2 separate regions of the Sus scrofa genome follow, and region 1 is linked to region 2. A link is a contact called in public Hi-C data. All regions are on one chromosome and are shown on one strand. The core of a region is the stretch at or near the end of the contact, and the rest is flanking DNA. Distances in the headings are between cores, read along the strand shown. Region 1 holds the start of ASB13 (ankyrin repeat and SOCS box protein 13). Region 2 holds the start of GDI2 (GDP dissociation inhibitor 2).

Evidence for each region. A called contact is a pair of places that touch in the nucleus more often than the background predicts.
Region 1: a Hi-C map of liver shows a contact between it and region 2, with 6 times the contacts expected there. The contact joins the promoter of ASB13 here to the promoter of GDI2 in region 2. A contact is called at or near these places in 1 of 5 promoter capture datasets (liver), 1 of 47 Hi-C or Micro-C datasets (liver) and 1 of 2 datasets of contacts at active chromatin or transcription factors (alveolar macrophages).

Annotation. Positions count from the first base shown.
Region 1 is chr10:65,269,247-65,276,280 of Sscrofa11.1, forward strand. ASB13 (ankyrin repeat and SOCS box protein 13) reads left to right here and starts at 5,230. Exons shown (of 8, transcript XR_002336428.1): 1 at 5,230-6,386.
Region 2 is chr10:65,157,707-65,164,243 of Sscrofa11.1, forward strand. GDI2 (GDP dissociation inhibitor 2) reads left to right here and starts at 2,994. Exons shown (of 11, transcript NM_001001643.1): 1 at 2,994-3,233. The coding sequence starts at 3,189.

The DNA.
Region 1 (7,034 bases), core at 3,980-6,479, 110 kb after region 2:
CTTTTCTACCCCATGGATATTGTTCTTGGTCATATGAGTTCTTTTGGCTGATAGAATACTAGCAAACATGATATATGCAGAGTTTTAAGTGTGCTTGTGTAGTTTGATTTGGCTCTTGAGTGCAGAGATGCCCATGAGGAGAACATGGTCTCATGTAGCTGTTGCCCCATCAATCTGGTCCCTCAGAACAAACATATATGGAGTAGATGGGAATCCAACCTTCAGGCCAAACCCGTGGTAGATCAGCAGCAGCTTAGACATACTGAAGACTGGTGAGCATGAGAATTAATGCTGTTGTCCTAAGCCACTGAGTTTGGAGTGGTTTATGGTACAGCATTTCTGTGGCAATAAAGAAGGCATATATTCAATTTTAATAGATAAAGTCAAACTTTTTGCAAATAGCTTTTACAAAGTTACATTTCCACAAGAAGTGTGTGAGAATTATAGCTTTACATCTTGGCCAACATTTTGTAACTTTAGCTACTCTGAAGGGTGTGTTATGGTTTGAATTTGCTTTGCCTCCAACTTTGTTCTTTTTCCAATATTTGAATAGTTTTGGCTATTCTAAGTTATTTGTATTTCTGCATAAATAATAGAATCAGATTCTTTTCTATCTAAAGAACAACCCCCCCACGCTGCTAGAATTTTGCTTGAGATTGTGTTTAATTACATGGATCAGTTTGGAGAGTATTAATATCTTAATATTCCAGTTTTGAATTCATGAACGTGAGCTCTCTATTTAGTTCTTTCAGATTTTCTCTAAGCAACATCTATATTTTTCAGTGTATAAATCTTATGCAGATTTTTTAAGTTTTTTTTTTTTTTTTGGCCATACTGAGGCATATGGAAGTTCCCAGGCCAGGGATTGAATCCAAGCCACATCTGTGACCTATGCCACAGGTGAGGCAATGCCAGATCTAAAAAACAGAAGCGGGGGGGTGGGGGAACACTTCGCTATTCATTTTATGAGGCCAATGTTATACTGTTACAAAAAAAGAGAGAAAACTATCACAAGAAAGGGAAACTGTAGACCAATATCTCTTAAGAACATGTATGCAAAAATTCTCAACAAAATACTACCAAACTAGATGCAGCAATACATAAAAAGAATTAGTTCCCTGGTGGCCTGGCAGTTAAGGATCTGGTGTTGTCACTGCTGTGGCTCAGGTCAAGTTCCCTGGCCAAGGAACTTCTGAATGCCATAGTGATGGCATAGCCAAAAAAAAAAAAAAAAAATTATACAGCATGGATGAGTGAGATTTATCCCAGAAATACAAGGTTGAAGTAATATTTAAAAATCAATTAGTATAATAAATCATATCAGTAGAACAAAAACCAAAAGTCACATCATTCTTTCAATAGATACATAAAAAGCATTTCACAAAATCCAATACCCTGATTGGAAAAAAAAAAAAAACCACTCAACAAACTAGCAACAGAGGGGATCTTCCTCAACTTGATAGGGGTTTTTAATAAAAGATTCTAACTTTATTTATTTATTTATTTATTTATTTATTTATTTATTTTTTAGGGCTGCTCCCCTGGCATATGGAGGTTCCCAGGCTAGGGGTCCAATCGGAGCTGCAGTTGCCAGCCTACTCCACAGCCAGAGCAACGCAGAATCCAGGCTGCCTCTGCAACCTACACCACAGCTCATGGCAACACTGGATCATTAACCCACTGAGCCAGGACAGGGATTGAACCTGCATCTTCATGGATACTAGTCAGATTTGTTTCTGCCGAGGCACAGTGGGAACTCCAGGGGACTGATTTTAAAAGATGAACTTAATCTATCCGACAACAGTTACACTATGAAACTACTAAACTGTCATCCCAAGAAATTAAAAATGACTTATTAATTGTACTTGTTTTACCTTTTGTACTAAAAAGAATGATTTTATTTTTCTTCAGAACTATAGAAACTTCCAAGAAAAAATATCTTCCCTCCTCCTGCCCCTACCTTTTTTTTTTTTCTTCCCAAGTTGATATCTAGGAGGCAGATTCTCAAATTGTTTGCAAGGATGGAATTTTTGTTCTTGAGCGCTTGTGGTTTTTTTTTTTTTTTTGTCTTTTTGCCATTTCTTGGGCCGCTCCTGTGGCATATGGAGGTTCCCAGGCCAGGGGTCGAATCGGAGCTGTAGCTGCCAGCCTACGCCAGAGCCACAGCAACGCGGGATCTGAGCCGCATCTGCAACCTACACCACAGCTCACGGCAACACCAGATCCTTAACCCACTGAGCAAGGCCAGGGATCGAACCCACAACCTCATGGTTCCTAGTCGGATTCGTTAACCACTGCACCACGACAGAAACTCCAGCTCTCGTTTTTATAATGCTTGTGAAATGCATCCTCTGACCGGATGTGCCTTTTCATCAGAACAGTGGTTAATCTGACCAAATCCATTTTCCATTTCCCCTTGATAGGGCTGTGACTTGAAAGCAGAGTAAAAAAGTGACACACAGGTAAATGTAAGTATATAAAATACAAATAAACACAATACACATAATGTTAACATGACTATACCTACATACAAGCGTACAAGAGTTCCATCCTGTCTCAGCGAAAATGAACCCAACTAGTATCCTTGAGGATGTGGGTTCGATCCCTGGCCTTGCTCAATGGGATAAGGATCTAGTGTTGCTGTGAGCTTTGGTGAAGGTTGTAGACATGGCTCGGATCCTGCGTTGCTATGACCGTGGCCGTGGGGTAGGCCAGCTGCTATAGCTCTGATGAGACACCTAGCCTGGGAACTTCTATATGTGGCAGGTGCCACACTACAAAACAAAACAAAAAATGTACATGTGTGCTTGTGTGTAAACTGACATTTGTGTCATTCATACTTCAAGACTGTTGAAAACAGCAACACTAAAAAATCGCAACAGGGCAACAACAGTGAACACGAGGTTTTGCTTGCAGGAAAAAAAAAAAGAGCAACTATTCTTTCTTTGATCACTTTCGTTTGGAAATGTATGACTTTGAAGAAAGTTGCTTAAAATTACTCATGATTCCGTTTTCCTAATTAGAGTCCAAATTCTTCTGCATGGTTTCTCAGGCTTTCTGGGAGCTGACACTGCTCACTTTTCCATTTCATAATAACAGCCGTCTTTGCAACCCCAATCCCAATCCCACCTTCCGTGGCACTCTGTGCTCTAACCACACTGCTTTTTTATGTGGCCAAAAGTCCACATACCTCATCCCTGCCAGACCTGTGCTCTGCCTGATGTCTCGTCTTCTAACGAATGTGTATTCAGGTCTCAGTCTAGGAAGCCTGTCCTGACTCCCCAAGCTGGGTCCATGTTCCTATGTAAATTACCTCCCTTTTTTCCCCGCTCCTCAGAGACAAAAACTTCCGTTTTTTGTGCTATTTTGCTACATGCTTCTAAAAACACGTGGGGTTTTTTGGGTTTGGTTTTTGCCACTCTTGATCTCTCAGTTCGGGGTAGGATCGTCCTAATATGGGTGGTGAGGACTGAGCTCTTTTAGACAATAGCCTGCAGATAGACGTTGGCCTCCTTCCACGTTCCCAATAGAGCAGTATCATCATTTTTATCATGTCCACGGCTAAGCCATAAACACAATATTGTACAGCTTTTTATATTCCTTGGAGTTAATATTTGCCTTCTTTTTCTCTCTCAAAAATATATCCCCCAATTCTCCAACAACACATATGCACACACAGAGCTGTATTCAGAGAGTGAGGAATAGAGGTATGTGCATATAAAAATGGGGGAGAAAAAAAGTTAAATTATCTTTAATAAGAAGAAAACTAAGAATATCTCTGTGTTTGAAGAGTACTCGGTTGCCCAGCTTGTGAAACTTAGCTACGTTACAACCCTCCACCCCCAAATGCTGTAAGAAGAGTGTAAACACAGTGCTATGTGTTTAAAAAAATATAAAGAAAAAAGTTTCTGGGCAAATACAAAGGCATGAGGGATTAAATTTGGCTATAGGAACCAGGCAGCCTTCGTGGGAGAGGTGATCTAAGTTGGTCCCTCAAGGCTGAGTAGGATTCTGCAGGCAGAGGAAGCAGAAGGGCACAGACGCGTGAATGCTCAGCATTGCTGAGGATGGCAAGTCGTTTGTGAGACAGGCCTTTGGCGTATTGAGGACATGATGAGATCTGATCAGATCTGTATTTTAAAAAGATAATTCTGATGACCGATGAATGGTGGCCAAGGTTGGGGGAAGCAGGAGGGAGGCAGGGGCAGAAACCTCTTTAGGTCTTAGGATCACATTTTCCATTCTCGCCTATCCCCCATAGTGCCCAGTGTCAAATATTTCACACAGTGGAGGCTCAATGGGGAATTCCCGTTGTGGCTCAGCGGGTTACAAACTCCACTAGGATCCACGAAGATGCAGGTCCAGACTCTGGCCTTGCTCAGTGGATTAAGGATCTGGCTGTGCAGTGAGCTGTGGCATGGGTCGAAGATGTGGCTCAGATCTTGCATTGCTGTGGCTGGGTGTGGACCAGAAGATACAGCTCTGATTCAACTCCTAGCCTGGGAACTTCCATATGCCGCAGGTGCAGCCCTAAAAAGAAAAAGAAAAAAAAAAAAAAAGAGTGGGGGAAACTCAATAGATAAACATTACTGACTGACAGAAGTTTTTTTGTTATGTTGGAGTGGAGAAAGGAAAGAACAGGAGGAAAAAAGCAAACAGAGGAAAATCTCTCAGAGGAAACTGGACAAGAGGAGAGGAAGGAAACGGGGTTAGAGCTTGTTTTCTAGCTTCCGTTCCACCCACTCTGTGGAAAAACGCCCATTACTGGTCCAAAATTGATGTTTGTTTGTTTCCTCGAAATTTCCCCAATCATGTCCTATCATCAATCATCTCTTGAATTAACTGCTAGTTTTACTTCCTCGCTTGAATGTTAGACATCTTTGGTTTAGGTAGGAGGGCCATCCGGCATACCACCTGGTCCAATCCAGAGAAACATCTACGACAAAATAACTAGGTAATACAAAAAAGCAAATTATAACAACCGCAAAAATTATCTCAGTAGCAGAATACAACCTAGGTGTAATTATCTCTTAGTATTGAAATGAACGAGGACAAGCAAACAGGTAACCTTAAAGCAGTGGCTCTGAAACTCCAGGGAGGGTAAGGATTACTGGCGTCCAGCTGAGGGATAAGGCTGCTCTGGTCCCTCTTAAAGAAAGAACCTGCCATTTAAAAGCAAAGAGTATGGTTAGAGGACATCCCCAACGTCAGCTGATTCAGAGTTTGCTTTGGTTTTTAAGCCAAAGTCCTGCCTTTCTTGGGGTGGCAGCTGACCAATGACTGAACACCATAGGGTTACATGGGGCTTAACCATTTCCTGCCCAATGTGGGATTCCAAGCTTCCTGCTGGGTTGGGTCTGCACTGCAGTCTGGTTGCCCCTTCTGCCTGGTTCTGCTTCCTCTCTTTTTCTTTCACACGTATTACTCCCTGACATGGCTGCAACGAACTTGGGCAAGGTTGTACCTGAACTTCATAAGCTGCTTTGCAGAAGAAAAAAAAAAAAAGCTCCATTATTCAGTCACCCACTGGGACTCAAACACATTTTCCAGTTCTACTGCAAGACTTCAAAAGGTGTTTGTTTTAATGAACATGAACAATTTGGAATGATTTCTCTGGAAAGATGAAAGAAACAGGGAGTATGCCAGCTCCTGTAGAAAGTCTGTCCTTAAAATGAAAGCATGGGGGCACTCTGGAGCTTAGCGCACGCAGCCCAGTCCATGTAAAGGAAGGTAGGGAGTTGCAGCAGCTGGACACTTTTTTGCACATGGACACATGGGCCTATTCTGCAACGGACACTTGGACACGGATATGTTTTGCACACTGGACACACTGCACGTGGACATACAGGCACAATTTGCATGTGCAACACATTTTGCACACAGATGCATGTTTTGCACAAGGGCACTTGCGCACATGGTCACATGTTCTGCACACTGGCACACGGACACCCTGTGTACATGGTCACACGCGCATGTTTTGCATGAGGAAATATTTTGCTCCTGGATGCATGGACGTTTTGCACACAGACACCATCTGCACATGGACACACCTCAGGTTTGCAAAAAGAACATATACTTTGCGCGCGAACGCTTTTGCCCAGCACATTCAGCGATCGCGGAATGGGACGCAGGTGGACGCGGCGCGGCGCTGGCCTGGAGCCCAGGGAGCCGCGCGGGCGGGAAGGAAACTACAAGTCCCAGCGCGCGGCCACCTTGAGCCGACGCGCGGTGGCGCCGATTGGCCCCGCCCAGCGGGCGGCGCGGTCCCGGCCCAAGTCCAGGCTCAGGTCCCGTCGGTGCCGGTGGCCGGGCGGCGGAACCGGGGCGCGCGGGAGCCGGCGGCATGGAGCCCCGCACCGCGGACGGCTGCTTCCTGGGCGACGTGGGTATGTGCGGGGCTCGGGGAGCGTGGGGCCGGCTGTGGGGACCGAAGGGCGCCCCTGGCTGCATTCGCCCGGAGCGGTGACGCGCCCGGCTCTGAGGTGTCGCCAGGGGCGTCCGATTGGGCCTGGGTCGGAGGGCCATGTCCTTAAAAGAGCAGGTCCGGGGACTCGATGCGGCTCAGAAGCGGTTTCCAGCTCTGGTCCCCGGCCGGCGGGCCGGCGCATTGCAGGGCGGGTTATCCTTGTCTGGACTTCAGACCCGCCGGGGCGCCGCGCACCTTGGAGGGGATGCGGGGCTGTGCGTGGTCATTGCCAGGTTCGGATGGGGGCTGTGGGTAGTCATTGTCCAGAACCTAGGATATACCCACGGGGGACCACTCCGCGGGTAGCCCCGGTACGAGCCCAGCGTGGGAGCTGCACCTTCTTCCCAGCCGAAGCGGAGGAGGTCGTACGCGAGGCCATTAGCATCTAACAGAGACACAGGGAGGGCATCTGCCCTCCTCGCGCTTGCGACACATGCGACCTCAGTTCTTCAGAGAGCCTTCTTTACCATTTGGCGACCCAAGAATACAGTGGATTCAAGGGCAAAGGGCCGTTCTTGGAGGAAGCAAACTTTCCTGCCTGCAGCGTAATTCTAGGGCAAACGAAATG
Region 2 (6,537 bases), core at 1,744-4,243:
GGTCTTTTTAGGGCCACACCCATGGCATATAGAAATTCCCAAGCTAGGGGCCAAATCAGAGCTTCAGCTCTTGGCCTACACCACAGCCACAGTAACGCAGGATCTGAGCTTTGTCTGCACCTTCACCACAGTTCACGGCAATGCCAGATCCTTAACCCACTGAGCGAGGCCAGGGATTGAACCCGCATCCTTGTGGTTACTAGTTGGGTTTGTTACCACTGAGCCACAACGGGAACTCCCAGGTTTTCTTCTTGTTTTTTTTTTTTTTTTTCCTTCGGCAGGGCCATAGGACTTATCTGCCAACAAAACTAAACTTGACTGTAGGGGATCAGACTGAGGAGCCTTATTAGCTTTATTTATTTATTTAATTTATTTTTCTTTTTTTGCCATTTCTTGGGCCACTCCTGCGGCATATGGAGGTTCCCAGGCTAGGGGTTGGATTGGAGCTATAGCTGCAGGCCTACACCATAGCCACAGCAACGCGGGATCCGAGCTGCGTCTTCGACCTACACCATAGCTCACAGCAATGCCAGATCCTTAACCCACTGAGCGAGGCCAGGGATCGAACCCGCAACTTCATGGTTCCTAGTCGGATTCGTTAACCACTGTGCCACGATGGACACTCACTTACTAGCTTTAAATTCAGTTCCCTTATCCATTGCCTTTAAGTTTTCCGGTAACTCCACATGAATGAACTATCCTTCAGGTGGACACGTAATTCAACTGATATGCTTAAAATCTTCTTCGACCTTCAGAAACTTAGGGCAATATGTGAAAAAGATTCTAGCTTTTAAAAAAAAATATGACTCAATATTTTCTGTCTGTTTAAAAACATCGGTAATATTATAAAAGCAGTCCTGGAGAGATTCCTTGTCCCTTCTGCCATGTGAGGGCACAGTGGTAAGACAGGGGGAACCAGGAAGCCGATCCTCACCAAACACACCTTGACCTTGTACTTCCTAAACTCCAGGGCTGTAAGAAATAAATGTCTACTATGTATGTAACGCCTGACTCCTTGGAGAGCAACAGTAGGATTTTGTTAAGGCATCCCGTTTAGCCAAAGAAAAGTCAGTGACACTGTTATATATAATCTGTTCAGTAGTCTAGTAACTTTGCACTTGATTTTTGTCTATTTATAAAAATTCATTTGGTTGCTAATGTATAACACATCCAGTTGACGTTGAATATAAATTTAAATACCTTTCTTTTCCCTCCCCCCAAAAAAGGGCCATCGTCCAATACGACATGCGTTCTTAAACTTTTTTTTTTTTTTTTTTTGGCCTTGCCTGCGGCATGTGGAGATTCTCGGTCCAGGGATTGAACCTGCACCACAGCAGTAGTGACCTAAGCAGCTGCAGTGACAATACTGGATTCTTAGGCTGCACCACAGGAGAACTTCTCTCAAACTTTATGGGGTAAAGAAACATTGTAAAAATGTTACATTCTTTCCTGAATCAGAATGATTTAAACACAACAGAGTTCTGTCTATAAAGATTCACTTTCAATAGCTCTTATCCAGCTATATTTAAGAGTAAATCTTTTTTTTTTTTCTTTTTTCTTTTTCCTACAGCATGTGGAAGTTCCTGGTAGTGAAGCTAAGCCACAATGACAATGCCAGATCCTTAACACGCTGAGACACCGGTGAACTTCTGAGAGTAAATCTTGAAATACCATCTCTTCTGTCTGCTGAGTATGCAGACCTGTCTGAAAACAGAGGCCTTTAGGTAAATCACTTACCTGAAAGGCCTGCTGTACAGGTCTACTCTGTTTGGTTGTGAACACCAGCCACTGCTTGTATCCTCCCTCACAGCTGGAGATCCCAAAGAGAATCCTAAAAATGGTGGGTTTGTTTGGAGGTGGGCCCAGGCAAGGATGGGTGGGGATAGAGGGTATAGAAGGCAAACAGGAAATTGTTTCTTTTACGCTCATGGGCTAAACCTATTCACATAGTGGTCAGCTAATATTTTTACAGCTGGTTTAAGTTATCTATCTCCTTAGTAGGTGGAGACCTGCTTCCAATGAAGTCTGGCCTTCCCTTTTATGCTAAAGGTTACCTTTTTCTTTTAATTATAGTTGATTTACAATGTTAAGGGTTACTTTTTCTTTTTTGGCTGCACTAGTGGCGTGCAGTTAAGTTCCCTGGCCAGGAATTTAACTGTATCCACAGGATCCTCAACCGCCTAGGCCACAAGAGAACTTCAAGGGTTACTTTGTACAGTCCCCCCCCCCGCCCCCCCGCAAGCCTTCTAAATTTCCTAAGGCCGAACATGGGGCAACGCATCAAGCAAGAATGACACCGGATACGAAGTAAGATAAAGGAGTGATTTCTGAACTCAAAATATGTTGGGTCCTTTTTCCTTCAGGAAAGGGAGACAGGATAGACAAGCTAGACAAGCATCAAAAGACCAGACAAGGCGCGCCGTGGGGGCGTAGGAGCTGAGCCGTCGCAGGCCCAGCCGGGGTCAGGCCACGTGGCGTCAGCTCCGGGTCTGCGGGCGGGCGGGCAGGCGGGAATGCGGGGCCCCAGGCGGCTGCCCGCAGTCCTGGGGCAGCGGGTTCCGGTCCACGTGGCCGCCGCAGGCCCAAAGTCCAAGGGCGGCGGCAGGGCCCGGGGTCCACGGTGTGCCTCGGATCCCCCAGCAAAGCGGGAATAAGGAACTGGACAGCCGCTACCGGGCTGCAAGCACGTTCTCGCCCCAGCCTTGGGGAAGGTGGGGGGGGCAGCGCGCAGCACTGCAGCCCCCGACCACGGTGGCTGGTTGCCCCCCCGGCGGGGGGGGAAAGAACCGGAAGCCACGAGGGGGACCGCCCGCCCTCTTCTCGCGAGACGTGGGACAGGCAGGGGGTTGGTCGGGCGATGGGAACGTAGCCAATGAGCCAGCGGGAAAGGCGTGATCGACGGCCTCCTCTAAGCCCCGCCCCGGCTGCGGAGGCCGCGGTTGCCGCCTGCCTCTCCTTCCCCTCCCCGTCCTCCCTCCCTCCCCCGCCCCGCTCTTCTCTTCCCGTCTGAGGTGGCGGCCGGCTCCGTCCTCGCCAGCTCCGTGTTCCCTGTGCTCCCGCTTCCCTTTCCCCTCGGGCCCGGGCCGGCCTGCGTGCTCCCCTGCCTCCTCAGGGTGGCCGCCTAGCCCCCGACCCTAGCGGGCTGCGCCTTCGGCTTTCTCTGGGCTTCCGTCCGCCCCGGCCCCGCCATGAATGAGGAGTACGACGTGATCGTGCTGGGCACCGGCCTGACGGTGAGGCCCGGCGGGCGGGCGGGGGGCCGGGCCGGGGCCAGGCGGGAGGGGCGGCCGCTCGCCCTGCGCCGCCCCCGCGGGCCGCGCCGGCCTTGCAGGGGCCTCTCCCAGAGTCTCCCGGGGGCCCGGCCTGCGGCCGCACGGGCGAGCGGCGCGTCCGGCGGGGAGGAGACGCCCGGAGGTGGAAGCGGGTCCGGCAGGTGCCTGGCTGGGTCGTGGCGGCCGAGGGAGAGGAGGTGGGGAGTGCGAGTCGGCGGCGCCACGGGAGAGACCAGGCCGGGCCGGGGAGTTGCTGCGCCTCCCGGCTGGGGGGTGGCCTCCGACTCGGGAGCGGAAAAGCCGCCGCGGGGTGGGGGAGGGTGGGGGCCAATCACAGCGGCGTTTCCTACTTGGCTTCAGCCCCTGCTACGAGTCAGCCTTGGGGACAGGTCATTAAGTAATCACTGTTGGCAGGTAGTTACGTTCGGTGAACTTAGACTTTGGAGAAAATCGTCTTCTCATGCTCCTCCCCACTCCCTTCCCTTCGACCACCGTCCCCGCGCCCTTGAGCATCTGTAGCATAGGAAGGGGGTTTTCCCCACAGGTGTCTAATGCTGTCGCCCCTGACGTTGGCCACCTTTCCTTTTGTTTGGTCTGTCTCTGCCTCCGCGGTCTCTTCTGGACCCTTTCCCCTGAGAAGGGATTGGGGTTGGGTTTCTGGAGGCCAAGTTCTCCACTACTCCACGGTGCGCCTCCTACCAGGGTAAATTCCTTTTCCCAGCCATCTGTCTGCGTAGAGAACTTGAGGTAACACCCTGCAGAGAATGCAGGCAGGTGTTCTTCTTTTACAGAAAATGAAGACCGTCCTGCAGAAGAGTTCCATTTAAAGAGCAGGCCATTTCCGTTATCAAACGTTTTTTTGAAATTTGAAGTTTTGACTCTGAGCTGCTTCGTTTTAAGACAGGCACTGATTTTGAGCTTGTGTATCCTGTGTAATCTGATCTCAAAGTCCTGAGTCATTTCACATATACCATGACCAAATTTGTGGAAATGAGTTGTAATCGCTCAAGATCAAATTAATATTTTTTTCAGGTAACACTCCAAAGTAACTTTAGATTTCTTTGGATAAGAGAAAACCTTCGAACTTGCATTTGGCTAGATTTTAAGGAAAAGATTGTTAGAAACCAGAATGGCACTTTTGTGACCTGTCCTTTTTCTATTTATGGTGATTTATGGCGATGGTTGGATAATGCTCATGATGAGCATGCTCGTAATGCATACTTGATTATGTTTGACTAGTCCAGAAAAAGACAAGCGATTGGTTAGGAATCAGTACCAAGAAGGTGAGCTGGCTTACCTAGAAAGCTGTTTAGTGATTCTGAATGCAAGGTATTGGGCTGAATTTCTATTTTGGTAATGAGTTAAAAGACTGTTGGATGCCTAAATGAAAGAAAGGTGTCCCGTCCCCTCCGCCAGAAGTGCTTAATCGGGATTCTGAGCTGAGCTTAGTATTTTGTGGTGGATTTTGCCCATTGAAATGGGCACTGTTGCTGCAAGCGAATTGTAAGAGCCAGTTCCACTGTTTTTCTACAGTTAATGCTGGTCTTTCAGATTTGCTCTCCATTAGGTCAGTTAAGCATGCACAAATGAGTGCAAATCCATCATCCTGCAGGTTTCTACATGCCTAGTTCAGAAGCATCACTTTGTATCAAAGATGGCATGTCTTATTGCATAATAACCAAATTCAAATAATGCACTTTACCAAAAAAAGATACTGCACTTTAAATTTTCACTTGGATTAATTATGACCTTTTTGAAGAATTGTAGATGTGTACTTAACTGGAAATCAGACCAATTTCTGCTGTCGTTTTATAGTGGTGATAAATTTAATCCCTGTGAGCCTTCCTAGATTGTATTTTTGAGGTGTCTTTTGAGAATTATGTCGATTCAGAGCAGTCACACTATCATCATTGATAAGAGTAGTGGCGGTGGGATGATTTTGATGATGTCTTATACCCTTACTTTTAGTGATAACAGGGACTTTGGTTACTTACATGAAGAGACCACCAGAGTAAAAAAGCCTCAAGTTAGAATTATTTTGGAGTGTTTAGAGTAAACGTACCATTTAACTTAATTTTTTTTCTTTTTCTTTTTTTTCTTTGGCTGTACTCCATGCATGGGGAAGGTCCCCGGCCAGGGATCAAACCAGCACCACAGTTACAACCTGTGCCACACCTGTGGCACCCCTGGATCCTTAACTCACTGCACCACACAGGAACTTCCTATTTTGCTTAATTTTTGGTTTCTAAATAGTGCATGTGATATCAGTTACGGGTACTAAATAGTCCATGATCCCATGTGCCAAGTACTTTCAGAGCAATTAATGTGACCCTTTTAAAATAAAGTGTAAGGAGGTGTTGGAATTTCTCTGTGTTGAGTATTTGCCATTGTTTTGTATCAACCGTTAGGTCTAAAATAGGGTCAGATTAGTCCACACGTATTGATAGAAACGCTAGTAAAGAAGACGCAAAGAGATTTGGTATAAACTAGAATAAAAATCTTCATTCTGCCTGGGAGAGGTGGACTATTCCGTATAATTGAGTTTTCTAAGGAGTTGAGGGTTATCCCTCTAAAGAACCCTAACTTTTAGATAAAGGCCTTACTGAATAATATCACAGCTTATTTAACAAACTGCAGAACATAATTAATGCACTTGGTTACTGAAATTTCACCTCAGGGTGGTTAATTACTGAGTTATGCTTTAACATAATGGAGCCATTGGAACCTAGTGCGCTTGCTCCTAAGAACTTTGGCCTCCTTGCTCTAAGTCCTCGACTGCTCTGCTTTGGGAGTCTGCAGTCTGGTCGTTTTCTTCCTCTTTGCTTACTTTGCAGGGAACTGTTGACAGCTCTTGACCACTTAATTTGCTATTTCTGATTGACTTTGGGCTTGGCAAGAAAGTCTTGAGTCTTCTTAAAAACAGTGTGTAAAATAAGGGTGGCTAGGTCCACAGCTGTTTGTGCTTCCGGGGGTGTCGTGGTTTGGTTTTGGTCTACATGGAACCCTCGTAAGGAGTCACGAATAGAAAAGGACACTTGAGTGATACTAGCTGGATTAGTCTCAGCGTTATGAGGTTAAAACATTGTTTGATATCCCAGGCAGACTTTTCCTCCTTCCTCTGTTGAGATTTTGTGATTTCAAAGAGGAGTTTTTGTACTGATTTGAAAATCTCAGGTGTTCCTATGGTGGCTCAGCCGGTTAAGAATCTGACTAGTATCCATGAGGATTTGGGTTAGATCCTAGCCTCGATCAGTGGGTTAAGTAA